Regions from separate parts of the Mus musculus genome. Here all the other regions are linked to region 1. The links are chromatin contacts, called in public HiChIP or PLAC-seq and promoter capture Hi-C maps. All regions are on one chromosome and are shown on one strand. The core of a region is the stretch at or near the end of the contact, and the rest is flanking DNA. Distances in the headings are between cores, read along the strand shown.

Region 1 (3,681 bases), core at 422-2,921:
GAGGCCATGGAGGGATGTTACTTATTGGCTTGCTTCCCCTGGCTTGCTCAGCCTGCTCTCTTATAGAATCAAGACTACCAGCCCAGAGATGGCACCACCCACAAGGGGTCTTTCCCCCTTGATCACTAATTGAGAAAATGCCCCACAGCTGGATTTCGTGGAGGTACTTCCCCAACTGAAGCTCCTTTCTCTGTGATAATTCCATCCTGTGTCAAGTTGACAGAAAACCAGCCAGTACACAAGTCGACACAAAACTAGCCAGTACACAAGTCAACACACAACGCGCACAAGCTGAAGGCAAAGAGAACCAAGCATCTACCAGGCCTCAGTTGCTATGTCCACTTCTGCAGCCACTCCAAAACACCTGTCAGAAATTCGGTTTGATAGAGAACTCACCGAGGGATTTCCCTAACACCAGGTCAACCAGGGCACCTCAAACCTGGAGGCACGACTGGCACAATACAACCTAAAATGGGGCTCCCTCCTTCCTCTGAGCTTTTTGTGGCAACACCAGTGACTGTCACTCCTTTCTCCTCTGGGGGCCTAGCACCGGCTCTTGGGTAGCCTTTCTTATTCCTCTCCTTCTGTGAGACATGCCTTCCGACTCAACACTTCGGCTCTGCCTTCCCTCAGGGTAACTTCTTTGTTTCCCTTTAGGAAACTATCCTCAATTGCGGCCAACTGTGCTCCACTGAAACTCTCTCCTTCCACTCCAAAAGTCACCACCATGCGTTTTCTGGCCCAAGGGACTTTACGGTCCCTTTCCTACAAGCAGCCATTCGGTCTGTCCTGTGCACGTTTCTCACTAGTTTTCTCCCTTTCGGGACAGCCCCGCTTCTAAGGGACAAGCGACTTACAGATGTTACAGATGCACCGGCGCAGGCCTGCTCGCCCGCCCGGTGAGCTGGGGATGCGACCCCACCCAGCTCTGAAGCGGCGGATCGCTCTCCCTACCCCACCGTGGGACGAAGGCCTCTACGCCCTCTCCCGCAGCCAGAGCGGGGATGTGACCCTAGAGCCCAAAGGGGCTCCCCGGCACCGGAGATTCTCGAGCTTTCGGGCCAGCACATGGCCGAGCTGCTCTCTCGCCAGCGCAGGCGCACAAGCGCTCCGGCCCACTCCCTTCATCCCGCGGCTTCGCGTTCCGGGCCGTTACCTTGAGGGCCTCAAGCCCCATGAGACGGGACTTGCGATCTTGGTCCTTGATAATGAGAAAGGGGCGCCCATACTCATCGAAGGCGAGGGTCCCCACGGACGCCATGGTGGACGAACTAGAACGAGCGCTCCTCCAGTAACCAGCGGGGACCACTCGGGAAGAGAGACACACCGCACCTCCCTCTCGCGAGAGGACGCAGAATCCCGCGCATGCGCAGTGCAGACCCCGCGACTTACTTTTCAACAGTGACTTTTTTTACGCCGCAGAGTAGCTTCTGGAATCGGCCGCTGTTGGGAACGTCCGTTTTCCACGAACCGAGGGGGGGGGTGTTCGAAACTTAGAAGGCGACGTCTAGCACACAAATGCTAATACTAGACATAATGTAGTCACTGATTCAAGGATTTAAGTTTTCAAAGTTTTTGAATCCAGAGTTGCAGCGGGGAGCTTATTTCCTTAAGATATTTTTCTTTTCTTTGATTGCCGCCCGGGCTCTAAGACGTTGGTAGATTCCACTTCCGGTCTCCCCGGAACGCGCGATGGAGCGAGTAGGTGAGGTTTGACCGGCCTGGCGGCGGGCGATATAGTTGTCTGTGGCGCGGGCGCTTGTGGGGATCGGGCGCGCGTGGCTGCGGTGCTCTCCGTCCCGCGCCGGTCGTGGCTACCACAGTGCTTGCTGGGGGCTGCTGTCCGCACCTCCGTGCACAAGACTCACTGCTCAGCCCGATCCTAGGTCGGCTGGAATCCACCCTGCGGTGGACGAGCTGCTGCTTGGAAGCTATTGAGCCTGTAGCTTTGTTTTCTTGTCTGCAAAGATAATAATAATAATAATAATAATAACAATAATAACAGCAATAACAACAACAATAATGACAAAATAATAGCAACAAAAACAATAATAATAATAATAATGATAATGCCTACTTCACAAGGTTGCTGGACGTGCCTGGTCGTCAGCACATAGTATTTGTCCTTAACTTCCCAGGTTACACAGATCCTGGGCCTTCCCCGCGCGTGTACTGTAGGTGGAGACAAAGTAGCACCGGCTGGTGCTCAGAGTCTCTTGTTCTCAGCGTTTTGCTGTTAGAAAGATACCCCGTAAGGGTAACTGCACGGTACGTCTGCCAGAAATCACGATTCATTTTATAAGCTCGGATTTATTTGTGACGAGTTTCCAGTCTCTCCACTCGTACCCCACAGAACAGAAACTGTCCCTGCCGTATTGTCTGTTTTTATTAGGTACTCAAAATTAGAGTGCATATAACCTGTATGACAGTAGGCTAGCTTTCAGGTCTGTGCTGTTACATGACACAGATTGACATTATGTCAGGACAAGGTTTTTAAAGTTAACACAAACAAGGTTTCATTGTGACATTTTCATTCATATATATATATGTAATTGTACCTTGCCATTGACCTATAAGCTGTCCTCATTATCCTCTCTCCTCCTGGTCTTCCCTCTCAACACAGCACACACACTTGTATACAACAAGATTCTGCATCTGAGCGAAAACATGATGGTTCTGAGTCATTAGTTTACAGTTGAATAAAGCTCTGTGTGTATGTACACCACACTGTATCCATTCCACTGTTGGTGGACATCAAGCTAGGTTCAAGAAAGACTTCAAGGATGGCACGGCAAGTAAAGGCGCTTGTTGCCAAGCCTGACCGCTTGTGCTAGGTCTCGGTCCCACGTGGTGCAGGAGCGAGCAGATTCCCACGTGGGTCACAGACCGCCTTCCAGTCAGGCGGCTGCTCCGCTCCCACTCTTCTTGCTTGCACGGGCCCAGTGGTTCGATGCTTTTGCCCTCAGTTCAGATTCCTAGTTTCCTTTCCCCTGTATTCCTTCAGATGCTCATACATAGGCTGACACGTCTTTGCCTCAGTTGGTTTCTACAACTCAAAGGCCAGCTGGGAGACCCTGGAGACCGGGGCGTCATTATTGTCTACCTTCTGGCTTTGTGCATGTGTCTACAGGTGAGGCAGACCTTGGGCCATCTGATTTGTGTTTAACTGTCGTAGCCCAAATTGATACAGTATGATCTGTCTATGACAGAAAGAATTCTTTCTTTTTTTAAAAAAGGGATTTATTTATTATTATACATAAGTACACTGTAGCTGACTTTGGATGCACCAGAAGAGGGTGTCAGATCTGATTACTGGTGGTTGTGAGCCACCATGTGGTTGCTGGAATTTGAACTCGGGATCTTTGGAAGAGCAGTCAGTGCTCTTACCGGCTGAGCCATCTCGCCAGCCCCCCAGAAAAAATTCTTATTTAAATAATAATACTTAGGTTCATCTGTAAGGTACTGGTTAGGAGCAACATGGATGAATCCAGAGGATATCATTTTAAGTGTAGTAAGATGGTGAGAGACCACATACTGTATGTGTGTGCATATTTATGTGTATATTTGCATGGTCCTGTGTGTGTGCAGGAGTTCCATATGTGTACTCATGTAGGCCACAGTTTGATGTAGGTATTTCTGTTGTAGTCCACTTAATTTTTTTGGGATGGTCACTCACCGACC
Region 2 (3,681 bases), core at 459-2,958, 970 kb after region 1:
AGCAGGAGGCTCAAGGTGATATTATGATTACTATGGATTGCCCATTATCTGTCAGGTAACTAGTTGAGGCTAGTCCTTGCTGTGTGTCTGCTTCTGACCCAGGGTAGCTGCGTCTCTGAGTGTTACCAAAGTCTAGCCATATGCCCCAAGTCGGTTTCCTCCTTGAATTTAGGAGATGTTCATGTTCTACTTTTCCAAAGATAGTGGAAAGGAAGATAAGAGCAGCAGTCTGAATACATGCACATAAAGCATCCAGTTCCTTTTAATCTCCTTTCTCAGGGCCAGACTCCCAGAACAAACACCATCTTCTATGAGATGTTCTTTGACACTATACACTTCTCACAGAAATATCACAAAGAATTCAAATCCAGATCTTTGTTACAAAGTAGTCAGGGTGCCGCTCCCCATCTATGGGCCTGTGTCAGGATCTCAATGAGTAGGCTTCATTTCCCTTACAGGGTCATGTCTTTTACCTTAAGAAGATTCTGAGATTGTACTGAAATTAGAGAAGTCTTTTGGGCTCTGCCCTTCCCCCTCCTCATTGCTTTTTCAGATAGTTAGATGTGAAGTTCTAAAAGTTTTGTGATTTTTCTCTAAGATGTAGAAAAAAAAAAACTGACTTATTTCTGACCAAATATTGGCTCAGTGCATTAATATGGAAAATACATTCGTGCCCCTCATTTGGTCTTCATTTTCCTCTGAGAGCGATAGCCCGCTTGAAATGCAAATTTGAGAAAGAAGCATTTGCCATCCCCATGCTTAGTCAAAGGGCACTGACCTTGCTGAGCCTTCTGTCTGCAGCTTTCTAGTGGAGCCTGAATTCTGAATGAAGGCTTCCCAACTTCATGTCAGTACTTTCTTAATTTTTTTCTTGCCTTTAGATTTATAATTCCCTTTAAATAATAAATGAGACAAATCTGACAGGCACTCCCTGCAAGATACATTCAGTTTATTATTTTTTTAGAGAATGACAAACACAAACACCTGGAGAATTAATAGAAATCAGAGGTTGGCCAATGGCCACCTAAAGTAGCCAGAGATACAGGTGGAAGAGAGGTGGCAAAATGGATGGGTAGCTCCACCTACTGGAAGACAAAGCCTGTCATCTCTGGAATTAAAAATTCAGGAAGCTTTTCAAAATCCCTTGTTGCTCCTCTTGTAGCTGTGTGAATTTAGTCCCAGCTGGTAGGGTCATATCTGCTATGGATCCCTACTTCATTATCTGGATGTTTGTTTTCACATGAGGAAATCCCAAGGAAGCCCTGGGTGTTGCCCTGCCTTCACCTCTTGCTATATATAAGAGCCTCAAGTGAGCTTGAAATAGCTAAAGGTAGATGCTACCCTGGGATCAGTGGAGGTCAACAGTCACTGTGGGCTCTGACCAGCCTGTTCCTTCTCCTTTCTCATTCTCCAGAAACAGCATCGCTGCCTCTGCTGTCTGTGTCTTCAACCTGAGCGCCATCTCACAGGCCTTCAATGGACCCTTCAAGTACCAAGAAAACTCTCGCTCAGCCTGGCTGCCTTATCCCAACCCCAACCCCAATTTTCAGGTAATCTCAGGGGAAGAGGGCATTACAAGAATCCTCTTTTAAGAATGAAGAAACTCAACATAGTGAGCTTGAGCAATTAAACCTTGGCTTCATGCACAGTGCAGCTGCGGTCTCCTGCCCCCCACAGCACAGCACCATCCTGTGCTTAGCGAGTATCAATAGAACACAGCCTTTTGTGGACTATGGCGCCTAGAAAAGAAAAAGGGGGGCTTTTGTGAGTTGTGGTGACTGATCCTTAACCGAAAAAGGGCAGTCTTCTGCAGTAGGCTAGGAATCCAGGCTTCAATTAGTGCTAATGATGATGGACTGTGTGCCCCAAATCTCTGATCCTTAATGAATGATGTTCCAATGAATAGGGCCCAGGGCACAGAGCAATGGGTCTTGACAAACAGAATTCGAGCTCTAATTGGCAAGTATGGTGAGGCTTCCTGTTGGGAAGGGGGACTGTGGCAGTGGCTGCTGGGAAAAGAGATCTGACTGGTGTGGATTCATCTTTCCGTCACCCAATTAGAATGTTCAAGCTGTGATGTCTTTGTGAAGCATCCCACCTCCAGTGCTCAGAAGAAGCAGAGACCTGGCAATGGTGCTGTTTATTTTGTTAGTTCAGACCACAGCTCTATTCATCTGCTTAAGCTACTGTAACAAAATACTGCAGTTTAGATAGTATTAAAAAAAAAAAGAGTCCCCTGTTTCATCACAGTTTGGAGACTATATCTTCAAGATCAATGTAACAGCAGGATCATTTTCTGGTGAGGTGTTGTCTTGCTTAGGGTTTTTATTGCTGTGAAGATATACCATTACCAAGGTAATTGTTATAAAGGACAGCGTTTAATGGGGACTGGCTTATAGTTTCAGAGGTTCAGTACCTTATTATCATGGTGGAAACCATGGCAGCATCCAGGAAGACAAGGCTGGAGAAGCTGAGAGTTCTACATCTTGTTCTGAAGGCTAACAGAAGACTGGTTTCAAGGCAGCTAGGAGAAGGGCCTCAAAATCTACCCCTACAAGGACACACTTCCTCTAACAAGGCCATACCTGCTTCAAAAAAGCCATACCTCCTAATAGTGCCATTCCCTGGGCCAAGCATATTCAAACCACCAAAGGTGTTGAAGATGACAAGATTTTCCTTACATCATCCCTTAGAAGAAAGACTCATCCCTGGTGTTTCTTCCTCCATCCTACTGGGTCAGACTCCTATGGCATGGAATGCTTCCTAGAGGTCCTGTCTTCAACTACTGCCATGCCGAGAGATAGATTCGACATAAGAATTTTAATGCAGCACACACAAGAGCAGCCTTCTCTGTGGGTCTGTTACTAACAACACAGGCAAAATATTTAACATCATCAAGTTCCAGATACTTGGTCTGATGTGTCATTTTTGTGACTATACATGTGGCATCAGTGTCACATGAATGACACTGTTCTATGTATAGAGAGGGGCATAGCGTCTCCAGGCAGGTCAAATAGCCAGGGCCACAGCTGCTTAGTGGTTAAGCTTGGATCTTACCACTGCCAGCAAAGGAAAAATCCCAATCTCAATCAACTAAGTTCCTGTTAGTAGCAATCATTGACTAGTGATATAAGACAGTCAGTCCTTCCTTCCAATTTTGGGTGGTTTAACATCCCAAATCATAAAACTCATGACTTCCAAGAAAACTGAGCTTTAGAAAAAGTTTAAATTTTTACAGGTAGATTTTGGTAATCATCAATCAATTACAATTGAATTTTTTCCTTTCAATATTTTAAGACTTTTATCAGAGAATGAGGCTAAGAATAAGATAAGTAGTTTGAGTATCATATTTGCACTGCATTGCTTTTCTTGGACAAAATGTTTAGCATCTTCTCATTACTTCCTAGATACACAGGAGAGGGAGGGATACAAGTAAACTTTGCAAATGTCAGCCAGTGTGCATGGTTACTAAACAGTACATTTGATTGAAAAGACTCATGAGAACAACCTGTCTGAAGTCTTCTGTGTCTTTCATGTTGAGTAATTACATATTTCGACTGGATTTTCTATTCAATATAAAGAAGAAAATATATTACCACCTTTAAAAATCTGTTTTATTAAGACCTGAAGCTTAAGAAAATGAACAAAGACATTTAGATTCAGAGCATCCTCCTTTGCATT
Region 3 (3,681 bases), core at 410-2,909, 770 kb after region 1:
AGAGGTTGTTCTCAAGCTGCTGTCACACAGAATGGTAGAGAGGCAAAGGTGACAGAGACCTAAGACCTGTGAGGATGAAGACAGCACAGAAGTGAGGGCGGATCTTAAGAGAAGTGACTAAATATAGAACCATAACCCGAAGCTCTGTGACCCATTTTGTTTGCAAACTACCAGAAGTTAATACTTCACACCTACTTGGTAAATTAGGGGTGGATCCAGGGAGCAATTGGCTTAGCAGCTGTGGAAGTTAAAAATGCACAAAATTAAAGATACAGATTTATATGAGAAATTGAAAACTTACCTGTGCAGAAGATGTGCATCAGTAGATGGTGAATATGTTCTGCATATAAAACCAAGTGAGGTCACATTTTTAATTAGAACTTACAGTACATAATGTTAAGAATGCTATTTTAACATCATTTGTCTAAGAATTCCACTTACTCACGTATTCTACAGAAACTTCTGGGTAAAATGTAAAAGCTGAGGCCTGTTACAATCATCCACATTAAGTTCTAATTCTCTCTAAGCACCACTTTTCTTATTTTATGCATAGAAGAATAAAGAGAGACAGTGTCTATAATAAAGCTGTTCAACGATTGTGCCAGCCTTCTTATCTTAGTAGCCAGAAAAACTTTAGTGCTAAGAGCATCTGGCCTTCCCAGTTTCCTTCATTCTTCCAAAGCAAAAATATTGCTAGATTGCTAGATTATCTACAGTGCTTGTCCATATGTGTGTGCATGTGTGTGTGTGTGTGTGTGTGTGTATGCGGTGAAATGTTTATTACTCTCGCTCTGTTGACATTTTTGATCAGATAATTTCTTTTTTAATGGGAATTTCATCCATATTATATTTTTCACCAACCCCAACCAGTGCTTACTAGTTCTGATTGCACCAATACATGTGACAGACAAAATTGTTTCCAGGCACCAAAACCTCTTCATTGAGAAGACGTAAGTCTCAGTTTTGAACCATTAGTCTGAGCATTCGTATGAAATTAAGACAAAGGAAGATATAGGGCATGTACATTTGGATGGTTGGACATCTGTGAAGGCCAGGTCTTGGGCTCGATGGATTACTATTTGACATTAGTGCTGACTGTAGAACAGGAGTTCTGCTGTGGAAATGAGAGTGTCTCTTGGTAACTTTGCCTCTCACATTTGCAGAAGGTGCCCTGCCTCTGGACCTCGCTGCTTGGATGAGTAATGGTTGCTTTATGTTGGTGGATTGTGTTGATGTCTCTATTAAAGATACCTGTAATCAGAAAAAAGTTTGCTTAGACCCCAAATCACCAATGCCCAGCATCTATACATATCTCTGTATGAATTACGTGGACTAGCAAATCAAACAGAGTCTGCCCTTTAATAAGAGGCATCCAGAGAATTTCTCTGGAAGTTTTGAGTTAATTTAAAATCTGATGACCCCACTTACTATCATTTATTTGCTCTTGTGATCTCAGGAGCCTGTCAAACAGCACATCATATACTGCCAAGTGTGTGAGTGTGTACCTGAGTCAGTGGAAAACCTCTGCTGCTTCTGAGGTAGTGTCTCCTACTGAGCTCAAGTGCAACTTAATATTGCCTTTGAAGTGGCACATTATTTTTTGCTCAACTTCCTCAATTACGCTCCAAAGAAGAAAGTTGTGCGACAATAGGTTTCACAGTCTATATCTTCCAGCTACGTCTAAGACCCAATGCCAGGTCTAGCACCACAGAACATTATATGAGCCTTATATGAGCAGGGGAAACTCTTTGAAATACAGTGAGGCCATAAACCAGCCAGTGAATTATAAGATGCCGACGGTAGTCATTTTGATTTGATAGGTGTTCAGTGGGGCTTCTATTGCATGTATTTTCCATTTTATTTAAAGGAAAATTCCACCCAATTTGCTTAGCCCAACCATCTGGAAATACTTTTCCATTTTCTTGACTTTTGACACGATGCCAGCCAAAGCACAAATAAAAGGGGCTAAGAAAATTATTAAAAATACTGATTTAATGCAATTAGTGTAAAATGAAAAGCATTTTTTTTTATAGTCTAGAATGTGCTTTGAGTTAGATTAAGCTTCCCTAAGACTTTTGAGGTAGTTTTTTTGTTCTGTCTATGCAAGTGAGCAGTTGGCTTTCTTACCTTGATGGGCTATTCACTTTACACCTCTAGTGTCCAGCCCATCTAACACATGTCCATGCTCAGCAAGCACAGCTGCTTTATTAAGCAGGCGGCTCTATCTACCAAACGAGCCACAGCTGGCCAGTTGAGAGCCCAGAAGTCGTGTAAAGCTGCTTCTGTTCTGCACAGAGACCTCTAATCCTCTATGACAGAAAACTGGCGTTGGATTGCTGTGTTTTAGTGGTAACTCCTTACAGGAATTGCTTGGTAGTAGTTACCTCACCATTTGAAATATAGAACTGGTTAAGTCGAGTCAAATAGCCTTTCTGCTTTAACGTCTACCTTGTGTCAGGATTGCTAGGCCTTTACTTTTTAAAAACAATTATAATGGGTGTTATATACATTGAATATATTATATAATATTTAAGTATAATGGGTTTGGGAGGCCCAGGCTGTCAGACAGTGTCAGACAGAGATGGTATATATTATCAGAGAGTATGTGTCTGTGAAAGAATGGTTGTTGTAGTGCCAGCATCCCATTCTAGACACTTCTGTCTGTTACTTCCATCCCTCATCATGGAAACTGTGTAAGGCTTAGGGATGTCTATGTTTTGTGGATAACACAGAAGCACAGGAAGTTGGGCAATTCTTAAGGAAGGTTAGTACAATAGGAATTCATCCCACTTGGTCTGCTAAAACTAAAAGCAGTGCCCAACACATTGACTGTCTTGGTTGTGACTGACTGTGTTTGATGTTCTCTTCTGATTAGTAGGTGTGGCAGGTTTTGCTAAGATTTTTGGATGAGGTTCTTGCTGCATTTGTGGGGATGTCCCCACTAAAGAATGAATGTTCTTGTGCTGTAATTGGTTGAAAGTAGAAGAATGGATGGAGTCAATGACCTCTAATCATTTGAAGATGTACCTGTTTCCTTCTGCTAATATTTACGCAAAATCCTTGGTCGTTAGAGCCCTGAATATAGTTCAGTCATCACATGTAATCAGAGGAACATTATTTTATTTGATGCTCACATAGTATGACTGAATTGCACAGAGATCAGTATAGAGAACCAGAGAAAAATTATCACAGATAAAAACAATTATTTTACATATAGTTGAATCACTAGATCTTGAAGGCAGTTGAATAATTTTCCATATCATGCTTCATTTACTATAAAGGAAATTAATTTTGTTCAACACTATCCTTTGAAGTCAAATGTTGTTAGCATGATATACGATGATTATAATAGGATCCATTTATGCATGTAATATGTGTTTTCTTAAAATAATTATGTAATCAATTTTAATATCACAGTGACAAAGGATTTGAGAGTCCTTTTAGGTTTCACTGATTTAGATCAGAAATACATTAGATGATAACTACGAGTCAGTTCCTTTAGATTAAGAAAATAAATTTTCTGTCTTGTTTTTCTGATGTCTCTCCTTGCTTTTGCGTAGACTTCAGACATGACTGTGAGGATCTACCTTGCTTGAATGTATCATGATTTATTGAACTGAGCAGAAATGTAACTTCCTTGTGAATTCTGGGCTGTTGGGATCACTAAGACCACAGGAACCT
Region 4 (3,681 bases), core at 499-2,998, 730 kb after region 1:
TGTTTCGTTTCAAAGTCTTATCCTGTGATCCTTTTAGAACAGGTGAGCCAAAAGAGCATCAAATTGATGTTTTTAATTTTCATCTTGAAAAGTTGTTAGCAAAAGCAGTTACGTTCCTGATGGAGACAGAATCAGGCTTGGTGGTCACAAGACAGTGGGGAAGAATCTAAGAATCTCAGGTAAGGATCTCTCTCTCTCTCTCTCTCTCTCTCTCATTAATCAAAGGGAGCTCATTAGCCATGGTTACCCCATAGAGTAGATAACTTACCCTCCTAGTGTCACCAACAATCTCATTTGTTATGATCATAACGTTGTTGAAGGTTTCCTGAGCCACTGTATGGAAGCAGGAACATGGCATGCTTGTTTTGAAACCCCAATAAGTAGAAGCCCAGAAAATTGACAAAACATCTCTACTGCACATGGCACATGGACCACAGATGACCTTTGAACTCAGGTCATGGAACCAGTTCTGCTTTTTTATTTATTTGTTTATTATATATATATATATATATATATATATATATATATATATATATATATATATTTTTTTTTTTTTTTGCAATGCTTTCCCAGAGTCTGTTTAAATGAGAGTGTGATTTCTCCAGAGACATTGTGGAGGGATGGCATGTTCCTTTTCTTAGTATCATGGGAAATCTGGGTCCATAGTTTGTGTAGAGTTTAGAATCAACAGGCTTTTAGACCATTTCTTTCCAAATCTCTGAAATTGGTTTATGTTTAGATACAACTCTAGAAGCTTGCAGTGTCCTGGGCTTTGAGGAAGGAAGTACTCACTAGAAGATGAAAGGGAGTTTGTGGGCCAGTGTGAGCAGGCAGGGTTTTTTGAGAAGCACTGTAATGCAGTCCTCCTTAGGGAAGGGAGGCCCCTCCACTGTCTTTTAAATACCTCTTTGAATGGCAATTTCCAGTGGCTTTGCGAAATGATGTCTGATGGGATCCGGTGCTTCTCAAAGTCTCCCCAGACCTGCATGTGGCCTCCCCTGCCCCTTGCCTTGAATTACAGTGTTTATTTTTAAAAGCTTTTGTGGTTTGAGCCTTCTCCCTTTGTTATTGCAGCTGACTGACTGACTGACTCAGCCTTCCTCCTTTTTCTCCCTCCTCCAGCCACTTTGTGGTTTGGGGTCCAGTTGGGCTGCATGAAGACTGGGCTAAAGGGACGGAAGTCCAAAACTGTGGCCACATCTGCTACTGGTTAGCTCCAAAGTCACAGGTGCCCTTCATGGCGCTTGGTGCACTCACCAGAAATGTCCACTCTTCTGTCCTGCGTGTCTGCTTGTTTCCTTTGAGTTTCCTGTGTTGTTATGCATTTGTTATACCTTGTTTTTAATCACCCTGCCCCCTCATCAAACCCCAGTTCCTACCTGTAACCTGGAGCCAGATGCTTGTCTGTTGAGATTATCATCAGCTGCTATCAGAATGCCTTAGCTTCCTGAGGAGGCAGAGCATCCTAGAGATACACAGTTCTCTTCCCACCTCGCCTCTCTGTGTCAGGGATGCAATAGTCTTTTGTTCAAGCTACATATAGAGATGTAGTTCCTGTGGAAGATGGAGATAGTGAGTGGAAGTTCTTCAGGGTACCCAGAAAGACTCGTCTTCATTGGAATGATGCCCTGTCTAAGCACTGAAACTGCAGCAGGCCTTATGAACAAAGAGCTGCTCCTGCTGTCATCAGCAGAGACAGGAGGCAGAAACTTGATTCTTTATAAGGGCTTCCTGTGCTTGTCCTCAGATCCTTTTGATGGCTCTCTTCCTTTGTGCACTCTGCATCCAGGCTCTCAGACAGTGAGCCTCTTACCAACTCAGCCTTGTGTTTTTAGAAAGAAACGCTGTCTGTAGGTTTTAGTTGGATCATCAGCTATTTCTCTGCTTTCTGGAACAGAATTTTAATGGTCTTTTAACTGGCAGACACATACATCCCAGTGTTAGTAGAGGCAGAGAATATTTTAGAGCCAGTTTGGATGGAAAAGCCTAGTAGGATGCTTGTTTTAAAAGTATTGTTATGCAGTACTGCTGGATGTTAGTTTGAAAACACTGTCGTCTACTTCAGAGGCTTTTCTAACTGCACACTGCAGTTCAGTTTTGTGTTGATGTGATTAGAGGGAATCTGAAAGAAGTGGCTTCAGTTTGCAGTGATTGGACCCTTGGGGCCTGGCTGGACCAGAGCAAGCCAGGGCTTGTGCTGACTGCATGAAAACTTGGTAACTGATTCCTGTCCGAAGATGTTAGAATTGTTAGATTGTTATTTATGGTTTTGATAAATTTTTATTTCCTTTATGAATGCATTTATCGCTCATTTATGTTTTTGTGATCACAGTCAGAATTATTTATTCAATGGAAGAGGAGTGCATACACACGCGCCCGAGCGTGTTTGATTTGTGTTGACACATGTGAATTCCTTCCTTGAGTTTGGCTCCCCTTTTAGAAACTGTCAGTCTTCAAGTGGAAGGAGAGAGGGACACTCAGTTTTTGTTGTTGTTTTGTGTGTTTCGATCCCCATAATGGGAGCCATGGGTTTAAAGGAAGCCAATTCTACCTAGAAGTGGTGGTTCCACGTCCTCACATGATGCAGAGCAGATGCAGCCGGAGACGGAGATGAGGGCATGAGACCAGGAAGCTGTGAGACACAGCCCCATGTCTTTTTAGTTTGTTCCACTTTTGGATTTATTTGCTCTTTGTTTTGCTTTGCTTTTTTAAATATTAAAGATCTCGCTGTACCAGAGCGGCTCAATTAAATTAAGATAAGATGTTCCTGGAGTGGGAAACAATCAAAGGAACAGAGCCGGCTGTTCTGCCCTGCTTTCTCACTCAGTTTCTCTTTCATGTACCGTGTGTTAGGAACACCGTTTCCTATCAGATGCACAACAGATGGGAATACATTAAAGGGGCGCTGCATGACCTGTGTTGGTATTTGGAGGTTCAAGTTAATGGCCTGAATCATCAGGAATATATTATCTCCAGCATAATGAGACACAATCAATTCTTTTAGATTGTAATCATTGCTTAAATCCAGGGAACAAAGATTGCCCTTCTCTAATGAGAACTAGATGAGGTGGTTCGCATGGCACTGGCGTCATTAAAGCCATAAGAAGCCCTCTGAGCCAAAACCTGGACTCTTATTCCACCAGTGACCTTAGCCACCAGCCCATCCTCCCTGATGCCTATTAACCACCCAGATTTCTGTTTCTTTGGGACCTCATTTTCACTGCAGGTTGGCTTCACAAAGGTCATTTCCTATGGTGGTTAGCGCCAGATAGACAGGCTCCTGGGCCTCTCCTACCTTGCTGGTAGCAAGGTGAGTTATGGGCTCCTCTTAGACACACAGCCACAGCTTGCTTTGAGAATGTGTGGGCAGCTGTGTCTCCTGAGTTTCTGTTCTATGACCTCCTTGTCTCCCACTGTGCATCTGAGCTGGCTGGTCCTCTGTGTCATCTGTACTTCACTATTTTTTTTTTCAGTCTTCCTTCATCTGCCTGTGCTGTTCTGTTCTATGCAGAGCTGGGGAGCAGGTGCTGCTTTTCAGCTGTTGCCCGTGCCCTTTAGCATGCATAACCCATTCTGTTATCCGTGGTATTTTCTCTAAGTCTTTGTAAATCCTGAACTAACAAATACTGAACCATTGTTCTCAGGAAGACTATGGGGTTGGATTGGGCACAAAATTTGCAT
Region 5 (3,681 bases), core at 860-3,359, 700 kb after region 1:
GGCTTCTACCTGCCTCATATTTGTGTCCTGGCATAGGGCCTGTGTCCTAGGAAGAATTCTAATGGTAAATGCTTTTTTTTTTTTTTTTGGCATCCTGACATTTTCTACCCTTTGCCCCATTTTTCTCTGGATGAAAGAAAGTTTTGTGCCCAGGGCCTAGCATAACACCTGCTATTTAGTGATTATTCTTAAAACAGGTTTTGTCAAAGAAAAAAAAAACCTAACGTTTTGTTCTATTTTGAACAATTTTCCCTTGAACTCGAGGAAGCCACTGGTGGCTCCATTCTCTCTTCCCATCCAGTGTCTCCCACCTGGGTCAAAGCTGCAGGAGTACACACCTCTCTGTATACTACTCGCAGAATGCCCCCAGAGCCTTCTAAGAAATGGCATGCAAATCGACCCGTGATCTTAGGCTATTTAGCCATAGTTATGAAAATGTTAACTGAACCCCCCTCTGTAACTAACCACATAGTAAATAGTGGTCAGAAATGGCACCAATCAAGTCAGCAAAACACTGAACATCTCAAAGATGGGATTTTGAGGACCAGAATGTATAGATTCAACAAATCGAGCAACTAGAAAACAGTTCATATTAAAATTCAACCCTCAAGTATCCTCACCAATGTCTCGCTTTCCCCTTCTACGATCTTTTAACCCGATGATGTTACGAGTGTGTTTGTGCTCAGGCACATATCATTCCTAATAATAGCAAGTGAATATGTGATGTGCCACAAACAGGCACTATGAGAGAGTCAGACCTGAGCTAGCAACAGCGCTTACCTAGGTGTGTGTGTGTGTACCACATGCCCTGTGGCAACAGATGCATGGTTGAGATTAGTCATTGATTTGCCTCCCCTGAGGGCGGGAGTGCAGAACATTCAACACAAAGAAAGTCCTACAGAGTGACAGTGCAATAGTCCAGGTCAACATTAAGTCTGTAATCCTTCCTGGGGTGCTTCCCTGGCTAAGGCAGTTTAGTGACGTGGAATCACATCTTTAGGTAGCTCTTGTGCAGCTTGTAGGGTGTGTTAAAGCCTGCATCCTTCCATGGGTACTCTCCTGGGTAATGTATGGTGATGTGAAATCACGGTTTATAAATGGCCCTATACATCTCAAACATACATCATGCATACATGTACAATGTACAGTGATGTGGTCTTGGGGGTGTGGTTCCTATGTTTTCCTCTCATTTTCTGTGGACATGGCTGTACTGATGCATGTGTACCTGGCATGCTTGAAGTGGCTGATCAGACCCAAAACAGCCTAAGTGGGGATAGCATTAGCTCTTCATTTTCTCTCTCTTCTGAAGGCTCTTCCTGTCTCCAACTCACCTCTGCTGCAGAGGTCAGTCACCTTACACAGGGTTTCTTCACATATTCTTGTTTACCATTGTACTCTGAAACCTCTATCCTGCATACTCTACTATGTCTATTTCTTTTGTGTGTTATTTCTTTCCATCTATTCCTTCTGTTCTTCCTCTCAATCCGTCCATCCCACGGATTCTGTAGCTCACACATGCCCTGTCTCCTAGTCTCTCTTTTATCTTGCAGCTGGTCAACTTGACAGTTCACCGTGTTCCTGTAATTTAACACATGGAGTTTTAGGTTTATTTAATTGTCAAGATTCTTAATCTGTGATTTTTCAAAATGCCTTTGCCTCTACTGTAGTCTTCTGTCTTTCCCATATGCAATGTGCTGCCTCAAACATCTAAACATACCAAATAGGCTGCTTCAGTTGGTCACTTCCATTTCAGCTCTTCGGCCTTTGTTCATGTTGATAGCAAATTTCCTAAAACTTGTGGTAGCCTTTTTAACCTGTCTCTAGGGAAGCTTTTCTTCCCCTGTAGTTAGTGTCCATTGCCTCATCATGAAGCAGCTGATTTTGTAGCAAGTTCCCCTTTCATCACCCGTCAGTCACCTCAGGCCTACCTGCAAGTTCAGTCCAGGTTACACTCCTGCTCTATCTAGACTGCGCTGGACACCAGATGTGTGCAGCAGGCATCCGTGCTGTGCTTAGAGGTTCTGGATGTGCTTCCCCGATTACAGTGACTGTTTATCTTGGTCATTGTTTCCTCTGGGTCTAAATTTAGAGCATTTTGGAGGCATTGAAGCTTTTCCTAGCAGCCTTTCAGTTCCAGTGTGAGGATGTGGTTTTCTCTGTTGAGTGACCCGCTCTCTGCCATCTTTTGGAAATTACTCATAATTTCTATCCACGTGACACTTTCTCTTTACCCTTTTTGTTTTATTCTCAAAGCATCTATCCTCTAAACACTTCCAGGATCCTGTGTATAGGAGAAGAGAAAGTCCTGTGTTCAGACAGTTGTGATCACCTCCCCCCAGGCCATGTTTCTGACTAGACAGGATCCTCATAAACTCTACCACATGAAATGCAGGGTCCTCAGAGTTCCAGTCCCAGTAAACAATGAATGATTGTGTTAACATAAAACTGATTTATGTTTATGCTTTGTAAATCTCTGTAAATTCACATTTAACCCCCCAAAGCTGTTGTTTATCTGAAATTTGAATCCCATTGCAAATCCTGTATATCTGTTTGCTGTGAACCAGTAGTCCTGACTCCAGAGGTCCTAGTGCTGAGGGCAGAGGGCAGAGGGCAGAGGGCAGAGGGCAGAGGGCAGAGGGCAGAGAAGAGAGCAACCTATGTTTCAGGGTCTTCCAAGAATCCCAGTCAGTGGCCCTCTTGATATAATCCACCTGGGACCACTATCATGTGAAACTTAATTCCACCAAGACCGACTTGCTTGGTATAGGTGAATCTCTTAATGCTAACTTCAAAATTGCTCAATAACATTGAACTATGAGTTGATTTCTTATGATCAACATGCTGACACTTGACCATGAGTAATCTGTATACTGTCATAGGGCCTACTAAGTTGCTGCCTAGCTTGGAATATAAAATATTTCTTCTGTATAATTATTAAAAGACATTCTTAAACTACATGAAGAGCTTTCCCATTTGGTGTCATTAATATTAAAGCTGTTGAATGTTGAGTATGACAGCTCACAAACTAGCTATTTGCTTACAGCCTCCTGGTGCCTCTCGAGTGAGAACTAGTGTGTGAAAATGGAGAGCTTTTTATATAAGGTTTTGTTTTGTTTTGTTTTGCTTTGCTTTGCTTTGCTTTGATTTGATTTGCTTTGCTTTGTTTTGTTTTGTTTTGTTTTGTTTTGTTTTGTTTTGTTTTATACTGTCCTGACTGTTGGTGGCCAATGAAATAGTGGTTGCAGCTAATTGCTGTTGATGCCCTTGTCAAATGATTATAAAAGCTATAAACAAAGCTTTCATGTTTCAGTGAAGGATATCCTTTGCCTTAATCTTTGAAAAGAATGCCTACATGGCTATTAACAATTATTTTTCCTTTTGTCCGCATCGAGTGCTAGGAATTGTTTTGCCTTACCAGGCTGATCCTGTCAGTGGGGACTCAGCTCAGGTTCGTACTCACGATGCTTCTCATCTGTTCAAGCACAGATTGGCTACAGAGCCTGTGCCAGGCAGAATTCAGTAGATGTTTCCAAACCTTGTTGTGTTAGAAGAATCTATAGGGTGCGCTGTTATTTGATACATGTGTATAATGTCTCATGATCACATTAGGACAAGTAGTGTATCTATCTTTTTAAACATTTGTCATTGTTAGCATTGGAACCTTCACACTTTCTTCCTTAG

Evidence for each region. Promoter capture Hi-C pulls out the DNA fragments that hold promoters and counts their contacts. HiChIP or PLAC-seq counts read pairs in DNA pulled down with a chosen protein or histone mark.
Region 2: an H3K27ac HiChIP or PLAC-seq map of embryonic brain shows a contact between it and region 1, with 10 times the contacts expected there. The contact joins the enhancer-like site here to the promoter of Atpsckmt in region 1. A contact is called at or near these places in 11 of 39 promoter capture datasets (the 3T3-L1 cell line, the C10 cell line, the HPC-7 cell line and 7 more), 2 of 15 datasets of contacts at CTCF or cohesin (large pre-B cells and pro-B cells), 27 of 484 Hi-C or Micro-C datasets (the 3T3-L1 cell line, the HL-1 cell line, the N1E-115 cell line and 17 more), 17 of 115 datasets of contacts at active chromatin or transcription factors (T-cell acute lymphoblastic leukemia, astrocytes, cardiomyocytes and 11 more) and 1 of 9 other capture datasets (embryonic stem cells).
Region 3: a promoter capture Hi-C map of cranial neural crest shows a contact between it and region 1. The contact joins the enhancer-like site here to the promoter of Atpsckmt in region 1. A contact is called at or near these places in 4 of 39 promoter capture datasets (cranial neural crest, hippocampal neurons, second pharyngeal arch cranial neural crest and 1 more) and 4 of 115 datasets of contacts at active chromatin or transcription factors (astrocytes, embryonic forebrain, embryonic midbrain and 1 more).
Region 4: an H3K4me3 HiChIP or PLAC-seq map of bone marrow-derived macrophages shows a contact between it and region 1, with 5 times the contacts expected there. The contact joins the enhancer-like site here to the promoter of Atpsckmt in region 1. A contact is called at or near these places in 9 of 39 promoter capture datasets (the 3T3-L1 cell line, the C10 cell line, cranial neural crest and 5 more), 1 of 484 Hi-C or Micro-C datasets (the N1E-115 cell line), 11 of 115 datasets of contacts at active chromatin or transcription factors (the NIH/3T3 cell line, the SCID.adh cell line, astrocytes and 8 more) and 1 of 9 other capture datasets (embryonic stem cells).
Region 5: an H3K27ac HiChIP or PLAC-seq map of large pre-B cells shows a contact between it and region 1, with 4 times the contacts expected there. The contact joins the enhancer-like site here to the promoter of Atpsckmt in region 1. A contact is called at or near these places in 3 of 39 promoter capture datasets (the 3T3-L1 cell line, cranial neural crest and maxillary cranial neural crest) and 4 of 115 datasets of contacts at active chromatin or transcription factors (the NIH/3T3 cell line, astrocytes, large pre-B cells and 1 more).

The regions. Positions count from the first base shown.
Region 1 is chr15:31,600,445-31,604,125 of GRCm38.p6, forward strand. Atpsckmt (ATP synthase C subunit lysine N-methyltransferase) reads left to right here and starts at 1,672. Exons shown (of 5, transcript NM_026546.3): 1 at 1,672-1,705. The coding sequence starts at 1,693. It overlaps Cct5 (chaperonin containing Tcp1, subunit 5 (epsilon)), which reads right to left and starts at 1,402. Exons shown (of 11, transcript NM_007637.3): 1 at 1,157-1,402. The coding sequence starts at 1,261.
Region 2 is chr15:32,567,298-32,570,978 of GRCm38.p6, forward strand. Sema5a (sema domain, seven thrombospondin repeats (type 1 and type 1-like), transmembrane domain (TM) and short cytoplasmic domain, (semaphorin) 5A) reads left to right here. Exons shown (of 23, transcript NM_009154.2): 10 at 1,415-1,550. Among named protein-coding and RNA genes, the nearest start is that of Gm41289, 200 kb to the right of the region's middle. Within about 2 kb of position 1,709, at least 13 of the 459 cell types and tissues checked have an H3K27ac peak or open chromatin away from gene starts, as enhancers often do. A contact at or near this core is called in embryonic brain, where this site is marked.
Region 3 is chr15:32,369,337-32,373,017 of GRCm38.p6, forward strand. All of the region lies in intron 2 of Sema5a (sema domain, seven thrombospondin repeats (type 1 and type 1-like), transmembrane domain (TM) and short cytoplasmic domain, (semaphorin) 5A), which reads left to right. Among named protein-coding and RNA genes, the nearest start is that of Sema5a, 130 kb to the left of the region's middle. Within about 2 kb of position 1,660, at least 13 of the 459 cell types and tissues checked have an H3K27ac peak or open chromatin away from gene starts, as enhancers often do.
Region 4 is chr15:32,327,728-32,331,408 of GRCm38.p6, forward strand. All of the region lies in intron 1 of Sema5a (sema domain, seven thrombospondin repeats (type 1 and type 1-like), transmembrane domain (TM) and short cytoplasmic domain, (semaphorin) 5A), which reads left to right. Among named protein-coding and RNA genes, the nearest start is that of Sema5a, 85 kb to the left of the region's middle. Within about 2 kb of position 1,749, at least 72 of the 459 cell types and tissues checked have an H3K27ac peak or open chromatin away from gene starts, as enhancers often do. A contact at or near this core is called in the NIH/3T3 cell line, bone marrow-derived macrophages and craniofacial prominence, where this site is marked.
Region 5 is chr15:32,304,657-32,308,337 of GRCm38.p6, forward strand. All of the region lies in intron 1 of Sema5a (sema domain, seven thrombospondin repeats (type 1 and type 1-like), transmembrane domain (TM) and short cytoplasmic domain, (semaphorin) 5A), which reads left to right. Among named protein-coding and RNA genes, the nearest start is that of Sema5a, 62 kb to the left of the region's middle. Within about 2 kb of position 2,110, at least 29 of the 459 cell types and tissues checked have an H3K27ac peak or open chromatin away from gene starts, as enhancers often do. A contact at or near this core is called in the NIH/3T3 cell line, where this site is marked.